Linked DNA regions of Mus musculus: region 1 is linked to region 2. The links are chromatin contacts, called in public HiChIP or PLAC-seq maps. All regions are on one chromosome and are shown on one strand. Each heading gives the region's core, a stretch centred on a gene start, on an enhancer-like site or on the middle of the called end of the contact. The rest is flanking DNA. Distances are from core to core; before and after follow the strand shown.

Region 1 (6,178 bases), core at 1,504-4,003, 690 kb before region 2:
TGTTTGGACCTCCTCCTGGCTGAAGGTGAAGGCCCAAAACAGGATCTTTCCCAGAAGCTGTGTTGCTTTGGCCAGGAAGGTGGCCAGTTGTCTGGAGTCGAAGATGTCGCCGCCTGAGAAGCTCTGTGGCTCTTGTCCGGAAGGAGGCCGGCCGTCTGGAGCTGAGGATGGCGCTGCCTCAGAAGCTCTGTGGCTCTTGCCGGGAAGGTGGCTGGTTGTCTGGAGCTGAAGATGGCACCGCCCAGAAGCTCTGCGACTCTCGCCCGTCCCAGAAACGGCTGGCACTCTGTATTCCACACGGTCACCCGTGCAGCCTGCCCTCCGCGGAGTCCCGGAGCCAAGAAGGCTCCCGCCGGCGCCTGTGCCACAAACCTCTCAGGCCTGGCAGACCCCCGTGCTCTCACCAGGAAGGTGGCCGGCTATCTGGAGCTCAATTTTATGATATCTTAATTGCTTTCTATCCTTATACCTACATATCCATGAGCCAGATATCTCCTTTGTTGTCTGTTTATCACTTTAAATAAAAAACTTTAAACTTTTGAGAATTTTATAAATGAGTACTGTATTACATTATTTCCATCCCTCTCTTTCTTTATTCTGACTCTTTGTCCCCCCCTTTAAAATTTATGACCTCTTCTTTTACACAGACACAGACACATACACACACAGACACACACACACACACACACACACACATACACACATACATATACACATTCACACACACACATAAACACAGATATCCACACATCCACACACATCCACACACACACACACACACACACACACACACACACACACACATATATATATATATGCATATACACACACACATATACACATATACATAACATGCCCACATATACATACATATACACACATACACATATATATACACATACATGCACACATATATACACACATTCACACACACATTCACAGATATGTATATATAGATACAACCTGCTCAATCTATTTAGTGTTGCTCATATATGTGCATATGTATATGTATGTGTACTCTGTGTGTGTGTGTAATGAGAGGAAATAGTTTAGGATTGAATAACCTGTTAGAGGACTCAACTGTGGAAAATGATAGCTTCTCTCAGCAGCCATTGTCTGTAGCTTTTCATCTAGGAGTGGAGCCTTGTGAGATTTACTCCATTATGCTGAAAGTCACCAGATGTTGCCATTGTTTTGATCTTGATTAGGTGACCATATTGTTGAGTTTTCTAGACTGGAGCCTCCCTGTTATGTATAAAAGACACACCCTTACAGTTTGTGTCCTGTCCCTTTGGCTCTTATTATGTTTCTACCTGCCTCTTCCCTGATGTTCCCTAAGCCTTAGGGGCTGGTGTTTATTGTAGGGTTGGGACCCCATCATTGCTCTGTCCACGTAGACCAGTCATGATATGTGTGAATAGATGTGGATTTCTGTGATGGTCTCTAGCAGTTCCAATAAAAAGCTTATTTGATGACAGTGAAAGCTACAGTTACCTGTTGGTGTAAGAGTAAGTGTTTGGAATGGAGTTAGAGGTTATAATGATTTTGAAAATTTGCAGCAGTAAGTTAGGTTGTCCTCTGGCATTCTCTTACATTTTTCACTAAAAAACAAACAAACAAACAAACAGACAAACAAACAAACAAACCATTTCTACGGGCTAAGGGTGTAGTTCTGGGACAGAGTACTTGCTGAGCATGTTTAAGGCCTGGACCCTCTCTGTCACTGCAAGAAACAAAGACCCAAATAAGCAAACAAGGCTTATTTTTGGATGATGTGTAGTTGGATGATCAAACCAAAGCAAACCAAACCACTTCCTGCTCAACTTCAAGGCAGATAAAATTCCAGCACTGAAGGGAGGAGATGGGCAGGAAGCCTTCCCTCCAGCTGAGGAGTAATGTTAATTTTTACATTTACCCCATGTGGTAACGCTTTATCATATTGTCCTATACTACTCTATGTATATAATAATAGTTTTAAATCATCAAGAAAAATGAACAATGGTGGTTTTTGTTGGTAGATAAGTTTGCAGTGCATTTTCCACAAGTATTTCCTCTGTCAGCTTTGAGAAGTGTATGCATAATTTAAAGCAGCAGCAAACTGTACCCAGAGGCCTCCTGAGACTTGCTCAGGGACTCTTGCTACTGAGTAGCAAAGTTAGACAAACCCCTGCGCTTTCTTATCTTAAATATTGTGTTCTTACATCCAGTTTCAGTCTGTGGGGGTATTTAACATGAGGTATGTTTTTTTAAAGGTTTTATAAAGTATGAAGATTGGCTTTTGTTTTCTGAGAAGCACATTTTTGCGGATGACATAACTTCTGATCCTGAAATGCAGTATTGTAATTAATGCCATCATAGTACTTTCAGTGTGCCTCTTTATGGATTTCTTATAACCTTAGGAAGTCACTATGACTAAGTGTGGGAGAACTCAAGGTCAAGGGCAGAGGATATCCTACAGCTTGGATTTAAGCCCAAACAATCTGACTCTGGTTTCCTGAACCCAGCCCAGCAAGGACACTGCCTCATTGAAGGTACAACTCTAAGTGCAAGCTGCTAAATAGAATGCCACCTAGCTATGTTCATTTATTCTCAATAAATGTGAGCTTCATTTACCTCATTCTGTTAGATAGATCTGAGAGTACACTCCTTGGATACAGTTGGGAATGCTCTGGTCTTCTACTTGTAAGCTGTGGGTAATGTGCTGTATCTTTCTTCATCACTCATAGTAACAGCTGAAAGTGGACTGAATCCAAGGCCTCTGCATCATCTTGAATTCTTCCATGAGAACTGTTCCTCACTGGTAGTTCCTGCTGCTTCTCACTGCCATAGTCCTACCCAGAAGCCTCTGTTTCATAGCACTTCCTGACCTCAGGCACAGAATAAACACAATCACACAATTTATTACCATGTAATCATTATTTACCTGGGGGGGGGGTGAATTCAGAACAATAAATTCTAAATTTCACTTCCCAAAGGTCCAAACCACTCTTCCTCATTCTTGCAAATTGTCTAATCACCTTGTATAGATCAGAACTCATATGGTTGAGGAGTAATCATTATGGACTGTGAATTATTAAATCAACAACTTTAAAAATTCCTAGAAGTTTGCTACAAAGAAACAGCATAAGAGAGAAAAAAAACCCTCCCTTTTCTTACTCAGTGTTATTTATTTGGGCTGGGAATATAGCTGAGTTATCGGAGTGACAGCCTCATGTGGCCCAATGTTTTGATCCCGAGCACTGCATACACTGGATGTGGTGGTATGTTTATCCATCTAGTTAGCAGCATGAACCTGGGAAAGCAGGGCCTAAAAATGAGTCAGACTAAAGTCTTACACAATAGCCAGCTTTATTCAGAGTGCCAGGCAATTTATACTCCGAGGGTTAAGAAGAATCACAGAAGTAAGGTGTTCAATCACAATGACAAGCCACATGTGGCAAAAACATGTTTTTCCATAGAGGCATATAAATAACCATGACTAAGGTAGACTCACTCCTATCTCCTACACCTGGGAGGAGCATAAAAACACATTCCAAGAACAATTCTGTGCTTTGAAGAAGCTTATATCACAAGACTCTTGTCTTGTATTCCTGGCATTTTCTCATGAGTATTCAGAATTCTCACATAACTCCATTCTTGGACTGCATTCTGACAGTGGTATATACATACCTATAACTTCATACTTGGGGAGTAGAGGCTGCCGTTAGAGTATCTGAAGTCCAAGGTCATTCATGACTACCTACCTAACTACTTTGAGGTCAGACTGTGCTACCTGTAACCCTGGTAATTTTATTATCAACTTTAGATGATATAGTTTAACATGACCATGGTGTGGAAACTGAGACATGCGTAAAGAAAATGACAGGCAGAGAGGAAGCTTCAGACAGGATGCATCATGCTTTAGTTGCTTTATCATTGCCAAGAATAAACGCCATGGCTGCAGGGATGAGAAGGCACTGAGAGACAGCAGCAAAAAGCGGGCTTGATTTCAAAAGGATGCCCTAGGTCCAGAACAGGGTTACTTAGGTTTTCTCAGCCTCCAGCTGGAGATTCCTTTTGGAAAGAACAGGGAATGTGGGGAACATGTGTTGTCATTCTCTACTTTCATGTCTCTGTATCCACAGCTGAAACTCTATTCATCCCACGTATTCACGACTCTTGCATCCCAATGACAAATCATTTAAGGGGAAGAAGGGCTTATTTTGACTCTTAGTTTCAGAGGAGTTGGTCTGTAGTCATCTGGTCCCAAGGACTTGGGCAGATCACTGTGATGGTAGGGACACCTGGTGCAGAGGTGTTTGTTTCACCACTGAGCAGGAAGCAGACAATAAGACAGGATGTCTACAATCTGTTACTTTAAAAATGAACACATCACATTGACATACAAAGTAATGGTTTCACCATGGCATCTACTTAAATATGTATGTATGTATGTATGTATGTATGTATGTATGTATGTTTCAGCTAGGAGTGTAAACCTGGCTCTTATTCCATTTCAATTAGAGGTATAAATGTCTCTTCCTTGGATTCATAAAGTGGTCTATATCCCATCTTTCCTTCGGAGTTTGCTCCTAGAAATTGCCTCTCAGTGCTCTCATCTCTGGAATGCTGAAAATGTATCTCTCTGCTTTCCTGTCTCTGTTCAGAGTTTTTGATATTGCACTAAAAACATCCCTTCTCCCCAATTGAGTTAGTATTTCAAGTTGGAGGCCTGTAGATTAATCTACCCCTTAGATGTGTGTGTGTGTGTGTGTGTGTGTGTGTGTGTGTGTGTGTGTGTATTAGTGCTCAATGTTAAAACACTGGAATGTTCCCATGGATATCTGGATTTCTGGCTTCTCTTGAAAAGTCAGAAGACCAGACAGATTTGGCTCATGTTCCCACACAATATCATTTGTCTAAAATACATTAGCAGATGATTGTTTTTAATGACTATATGCTGTCTACCTTGATACTGGCCTCTCCACCTATCCAAATTTCATTTCTATTACTGGCTCAGTCCCAGGAGGTAGAGAGATCTGTGTTTTCCAGTGGTCAAGAGCACAGGGAGTATGGTTCAAATCCCGGCACAGTGATTGTACTGTAGTTTTTTTTTTCTGCAATTATTGCTCCAGATATCTGTCACAGACACTCCCCTCACCCCATTCTTTCATGTCTTGTTTATTAATTCTTCTCTTCTTCCTTGTCATCGCCTCCTCCTCCTCCTTCTTCCTCATATTCCTCTTCTTTTCCTCCCCTCTCTCTGTCCTCTCCCTTCACAGTACTGATGACTATTTGAGTCTCCTGCTCAGATTCTGGCATGGCTGTCCTATAGACTTGCTTCTTATCTAGCATATACTTTGGCTTCAGAACCCCATTCTCTCTTTAAACTCCAAAATCTCTTTCAAAAGACTTTCTGGTAGAGCCAGCCAATGATCACATTATCTTTTTTTGTGTATATCTTTGGTATAAGGAGGACTCAGAATCCATATGTCTTTGAGGGGACAGTTCCCTGGGTAGCTCTGAGTGCCACTGGTCATGTGACCATTGGCCTTCTTCAGCAAAGGTGCTCTCAGCACAGAGGATTTCTCTATACTCCTGCATCTCATTCTCTTGTTTACTGCTGGGGGCAGAATATGCAGAAACAATATGTTTGTGATAATTTTATATCAACATCAATGGCTACATTGTTGTCCAGGATTTACTGTTTTTCAGGAAAACTACCCACTTTAAACAAGAGATTATTTTGTTTCTAAAATGAATGTGACCTTGTAGACTCCTCCAGCTCCCCAGCAGGTAAAATTGGAAAGACTGAATGACATCTTCACACTTGTCTTAGGGTCGGGGTAAATCTTAGCCTAGAATAGCCTGATCCTGAGCCTTTTTTTTCCCCAGTGAAACAGAAAAACTTGAGGACCATTGGTGTACATCTCTAAGGTAGGTTATTGTACTGGCTGATTTTTCGGGTCTACTTGACATGAGCCAGAATCATCAGCGATAAAGGAGCCTCTGTTGATGGAATGCCTCCATGAGATGCAGCTTATAAGGCATTTTCTCTATTAGTGATCAATGAGGAAGATCCCAGGCCACTGTGGGTGGTGCCATCCCTGGGTGACAGTCCTGGGTTCTATGAGAAAGCAGATTGAGCAAGCCACATGAGCCAAGCCAGTAAGCAGCACCATTTCATGGCCTTTACTTC
Region 2 (6,219 bases), core at 3,040-5,539:
AAGTTTCTGACAGACTGAATGGAAAATGTGTTGGGACTTAGGACATTCTACTATCTGTTGTCTAAGCATTCCTCAGGATAGAGTCTTATAATCCTATCTCTGAAAATTACTTGCCACTCTCTCTTCTCTTTCTAGATACATGAAACATTAGCTATGTTACCAAGTAGGGCATCTAGTCATGAGTTTACACCCATCTAATGACAAATGGCCTCAAAAGTATATTTCAACTTCTGAAGGAAACATGTATAGCAGAAATGTGAAGCATCTGTGGTATCGTTTTGAAGGCTTTGCTGAAATAAGACATAAACTGGTGATGGGCTGTCTACCCAGTAAGAACTTGCCTAAATAACTTTATATGCCCCAGTACAGGGGAACGCCAGGGCCAAGAAGTGGGAGTGGGTAGGTAGGGGAACAGGGCAGGGGGAGGGTATAGGGAAGTTTAGGGATAGCATTTGAAATGTAATTAAAGAAAATATATAATAAAATAAAATTTAAAAAAGAGAGAGAGAGAAATAACAGTGGGAAAAGAGATGGCTTCCCTGGACTGACTTCTAATATGGCAAGACACATGGAAAAAGGATGAGATGGACATAACAGTTTCCCATTTTTCAAAAGCCAGTAGAATATAAGGAGATGATAGAATACATTACATCTGTATTAAAACCCCTTTGTGAAATATAAATTCTTGGAGTCTACAGAAAAAAAAAGTCTGGCAGGAGGAAGAGAATGGGGTATAACAATAGAATGTACCCTTCAGGTCCTTGGCTTCCACCTTTAATTCAGAGGGAGGGAGAGCATGCACATAAAGACATTAGTGTTGATCCAGTATAGGAAAATGTGATAATCCAGAGGTACTCTACATGCAAATGGATTGAATAGAGAAAAACTACCAAAGAAGAAAGAAAATAGCCCCTCACATCCTCACATCCTCACTTGAGAAGGTCCAGAACATGGGAATGGACATAGGATCATCTTGAGTGCCATAAAACAGAATAATGAATAATATAACTATACTTATTCTGCCTTAAGACAAAGAAGCTCAGGCAGTACAAAATAAACTATTTCCTAATGCACTGGCTCTTTTGGGAAACTAGAGATACAATGTTTGCTTTTAGCTGAGGTCCCTATGAACATTAAGGGCTTGAAGATGAGAGAAAGATGACAGACATTCTAAAGGAACCTGGGAATAGGAGAAGGGGTGTTTGATGTTCACTGATCCTGATAGGACCATTTTCACAAGAAATTTAAGAAATATGTTACCTCATTCAGAAACTCAAGACTGGTTTAGGACATTGGTAGCAATGGTGAGACTCATAAGGCTGTGTGGTTAGTATGAGATAGGAAAGGGTTTGGATAATCAAAATGATCTACAATGGTATCCAAATTGAGTTCATAAAGTACTAAAACAACCAGAAAAAAAGGCAAGAAAAAGTCAGGAGACAATGGGTTCTAGCCATATCACCCAAAAGCAAATTCAGCAAGCTTTGTATCATGATGTTGGTGGGGGGTGGAAATGGCGAAAATCCAAATGCTGTCTAAATGAGTCTCTAGAAGGGTTTAAGGCAGGAATAACAGGTCACTAAAAGAATAACTTAATGATGCTACAAATAAAATTAGGGCTGGGTGATTAATGCTCCCTCACAGTATGTTGTATATGTTTTTTCCATTCAAAAAAGTTATTAGAGGTTGGCCTTGGACACTTTCCATGATGAGGTGTGCCCAACAAAGAGGCTGTCTGCTCAATTCTAGCCAGAAACCTTTCAGAACTGGGAAATAGCTCAGATAGCAATCACATCAAATGAGAGCATGGCCCAGTCCCCGATTGTCTTCCAGCCTAGTGTAAAAAACTCAAAAAAGTTGCTGAGTCCTTCAGGCTTAATAAGGTATATTAAAGTCTATGGAAGCTTCCAGAATGATAGGAAGCAGGAAAATCACAGAGATCTAAATAAGGTCAGTACTTCTCAACCGTGCTTTTGTTTTTCATAGAAAAACTGATAGAAATGATGAGGTTGTGTGTGTGTGTGTGTGTGTGTGTGTGTGTGTGTGTGTATCTTCATTATCCTGGGCTTTAATAACATTTTAAAAGTACCTCCTTAGTTTTTGAATCCCAAAGTCAATTAAGACATGCTTGGAGAGGATGTTGAAAGAACTTAAAGAGAGGTTGTCTATCCTTTGAAGATCTTTCATTATATACGAACCACCTCGATAGAAAGCATTTGCAAAGATGAAACACTTAAAGCTTTCGATGAGCCGTATCATGTGGATAGCAAAAGTAGTTTCCAGGAACCTTAAATTTTTGGCAGAAATCACAGTGCTTGGTGTAAGCTACCTCTCATAAACCATAAAGGTGATTTGTTATCATTTAATGAAAGTTTATTGCCTTCTAAAGCTATATGCTAAATCTCTATTGCTGAAAACATCACACATTTTGAGTATAGACTACATAGAAATGTAGGCTGTAGTAAGAGAATTGTTAACAGCAGCCTTGCTTAGTTTTGAGATCTACTTTCTATACTGGTATCAACGTGCCAGGAAAGATGTGCAGACTGGTGGACTGGTGGCATGATCACTGTGAGTGCAACCAACCACTTTAGGAATGGACTTAAGGCCTGATCCTTAAGGAGGAACCTATTTTATTTCTGTAAGCCAAGGCAGAAGCTTCCATATTTCTGAGGGGCTACTGCTATGTTTTGTTAAATTGATGTGGTGTCATTTTCAAGATGCCTTCTGTGAATTTGCACTTAGACTCATGGAATGATACTGCTGTCAAACTCATTTCTGGAGGGAGTGTCTTCTCTATAGTGAGGGTTGCTTATTATGGAGATTCATAATCGGCCAAGCTTTGACTTTGAGATTCTTTGGTACAGATGCCTCTAAGTGCAGAGAAATTAGTTGGTATGACTTTTGTTAGTTAGCACCCAAGCTGGAGTGTTATTTTCAGTGATGCAGCTGGCTGAAGTTACCATGCTTCTGCAGGGAACCCTCATTCATGCTTCTATTTGTGTGTGTGTGTGTGTGTGTGTGTGTGTGTGTGTGTTTGTGTGTGTGTGTGTGTCCTATTTGGAGTCAATAGATCCTTACTCATGTCTTCCCATGTCTTCCCAGGAACAGTTATAAAACAACACAAAGAAACACTTCAGACTTTATGAGCATTTTGGCCTGACTTAACGGTGATTTTAGAGACTTGGGAATTGAAATACTCCCAAGCAGGAACTCAGTTCAATAGAGGAAGAGGACATCACATGCTAAGGGGCACAGGGTGCAAAGCTGTCTGGAATTTAAACCTAACTTAAGGTAATAGAGTGAAGATATATATGAGAGAATGACAGGATACGCTGGGAGAGGGGCTGAAGACTCTACCATTCCAAGTTCTCTACGCTCCATCACTTGGAAAAAAATGAGCATTGATTTCCTGAATCTGAGTCTAGACGATATGACCCCTTTTTTTAATCTTAGAAATTCAAGTGGGAGAATGTGATCCCAATAAACAAGCAAGAAAGAAAACACTTCAGGATGATATCTATGTACTAGGGGACTCATTTGTGGCATTTGCCTAGTTATAATAGCATTTGATAGATTTAACTTTATTAATATAACCAAAGAAAAGTTGACACTGTAAGTTTAATGGAAGTTCTAGAAATTAAGAAATATTTTAAAGTGGTAGGGAAGGCCAAAGAAGGATGCCTGTTACAAGGGTGATGCTGAATATAGGAAGGGAAGGCAAAATGACATTGTTGTACATTTTTGTACATTAAAGAGGACACACAAGTCATACATAATTGGGTGTTCATTTGTTGGATGTGGGCATGGGAAATGGATGAGCTAACGATACATTAAATATCTGTAGATATTTAGTTGGCAGTATTTCTTTCTACAGGTCCTTTCTGCAATGTTTTTCCAATCTCACACATTTTATCTAATAACAACCTGGACATCCAAATCAGAGAAAATTGTCTTCAAGGCAGAAAACAACATATTAGATCCTTGTGTTTTTAGTGTGTCCCCTACAATTTGTTAATGAATGAAAAGGACCCTAACCTTTCATTTTCAGGTTAACTTATACATGTGCTATTTCTGTTATATTGAAAGGATTAGCATAGTAAGTTGTTCAGAGGACTTTGGGAACTCAGAAATATTAAGTGCAAAGAACTGAATCAGATGGGAGACACCACCCAGACTCTTGGCAATCCAGAATTCACTTGGAAGCAATTAGAAGCTCAAGACTGATATCATAGTGGATCAAAGTGTTCACTGTGAAGTGATTTGGAGAGTAGAGGCCACCAGTGACTTCACAGAAAACCACGCAGAGATTGTGAAACTCAATGCATTTTGCAATGCTATACACAGCAGAGCAATCAGCCCTAATCCAGAAAAATCTTGCTGACATTAAAAAAAATAAAGACTCTTTCTTATGCTTCCAAGGATTTCTAGTATAACATATTCTCCTTCCTTTCCCAGGCCCAGCTTTTTGGTGGTCTGCTTGCTATTTTGGAAACTTCTCTAACAGTGTACATGGATGCTGAGTATTAGCCATGCACATAGCCAGCAGTCTGCTTTACAAATGAAGCAAGACTAAGGTTGGGAAAGTAAAGATGAACTTTAAATACACCCACTCAGCCTGCCTATCACAGTTCTGACCACTTCCTTTAACAAAAGTGATGAAAGACAAGTTAGGAACAAAAAGGTGATTGGCACAGGATGATAGAGGACTGGACAATAGGGAGAGAGACCTCTGGAGAACCTTTCTTGTCTTGAAAATTCTATGTAAAGCTTTTTACTCATCTCTCTCAGTAAACTTGTTCTTTTGTTTTGTTGTTTTACTCAAAGTTCATCATTATAATTTTATAAGTGGATGAAATACTCAGTAACTCAAAACATCACGACATGGAAGACAATAGTGAATTGTCTGTGCATGACAGTATGTGAATGAGTGTTTGCATGTTTAGAGTGGCAGTGGCTTGTGGAGTGCAAAGGGAACTCAGAATCTAACATGGAGCTCCATCTGTGTAGGAGGATGAGATGTAAAGCTGTCAAATATGAGCTTTAAGGGGAAAACCGGAAGAACAAAGAGGCAAATGGAATGCCAACTTCTACACAAAGATCATTCTCATAAGATCTCATTCCATTGGGAAAATTCAGACTTCTTTTGTTAGGAAGCTTTGCATAGTGAGTCCCAGCACTCTTTCCATCACTATCACACATCACCTCCATTGTTTCAACCCCTGAACACATGCATGTGTGCACGCACACGCGCATGAGCACACACACACACACACAGAGGTATGCACCCCACACATTTCAGCCTCTACTCCTCTACTCTGTTAGCTTCCTATTGTTGATATAGCAATGACCGCAGAGTGTAATTAAAACAGTGTAAATTCTAAGAAGGGGCAAAGCGTCCACACTTTGGTCTTTGTTCTTCTTCAGTTTCATGTGTTTTGCAAATTGTATCTTATATCTTGGGTATACTAAGTTTCTGAGCTAATATCCACTTATCAGTGTGTACATATCATTTGAATTCTTTCACCCATGGAAGGAGTTACAGAGACAAAGTTTGGAGCTGAGACAAAAGGATGGACCATCTAGAGACTGCCATATCCAGGGATCCATCCCATAATCAGCCTCCAAACGATGGCACCATTACATACACTAGCAAGAGTTTGCTGAAAGGACCCTGATATAGCTGTCTCTTGTGAGACTAGGCTGGGGCCTAGCAGACACATAAGTGGATGCTCACAGTCAGCTATTGGATGGATCACAGGGCCCCCAATGGAGGAGCTAGAGAAAATATCAAGGAGCTAAAGAGATCTGCAACCCTGTAGGTGCAACAACATTATGAACTAACCAGTACCCCGGAGCTCTTAACTCTAGCTGCATATGTATCAAAAGATGACCTAGTTGGCCATCACTGGAAAGAGAGGCCCATTGGACGTGCAAATTTTATATGCCCCAGTACAGGGGAATGCCAGGGCCGAAAAGTGGGAATGGGTGGGTAGGGGAGTGGGGGGGAGGGTATGGGGGACTTTTGGGATAGCATTGGAAATGTAATTGAGGAAAATACGTAATAAAAAAAATATTTAAATTAAAAAAAAAAGAAAAAGAAAACAAACAAACAAACAAAAAAACCAGTGTAAATTGATGATCCTACCCTGCTAGAGTTCAGAAGTGCATTATTCTTATTGGACCAAATTAGGGATGACTAGAACTTGGTCTCTGTCT

What was found. HiChIP or PLAC-seq counts read pairs in DNA pulled down with a chosen protein or histone mark.
Region 1: a contact with region 2 is called in a CTCF HiChIP or PLAC-seq map of the NIH/3T3 cell line, with 5 read pairs. The contact joins two enhancer-like sites.

What each region holds. Positions count from the first base shown.
Region 1 is chr15:63,555,151-63,561,328 of GRCm38.p6, reverse strand. No RefSeq gene overlaps it. Among named protein-coding and RNA genes, the nearest start is that of Gm25702, 77 kb to the right of the region's middle. Within about 2 kb of position 2,753, at least 20 of the 459 cell types and tissues checked have an H3K27ac peak or open chromatin away from gene starts, as enhancers often do. A contact at or near this core is called in the NIH/3T3 cell line, where this site is marked.
Region 2 is chr15:62,869,676-62,875,894 of GRCm38.p6, reverse strand. No RefSeq gene overlaps it. Among named protein-coding and RNA genes, the nearest start is that of Gm22521, 80 kb to the right of the region's middle. Within about 2 kb of position 4,289, at least 16 of the 459 cell types and tissues checked have an H3K27ac peak or open chromatin away from gene starts, as enhancers often do. A contact at or near this core is called in the NIH/3T3 cell line, where this site is marked.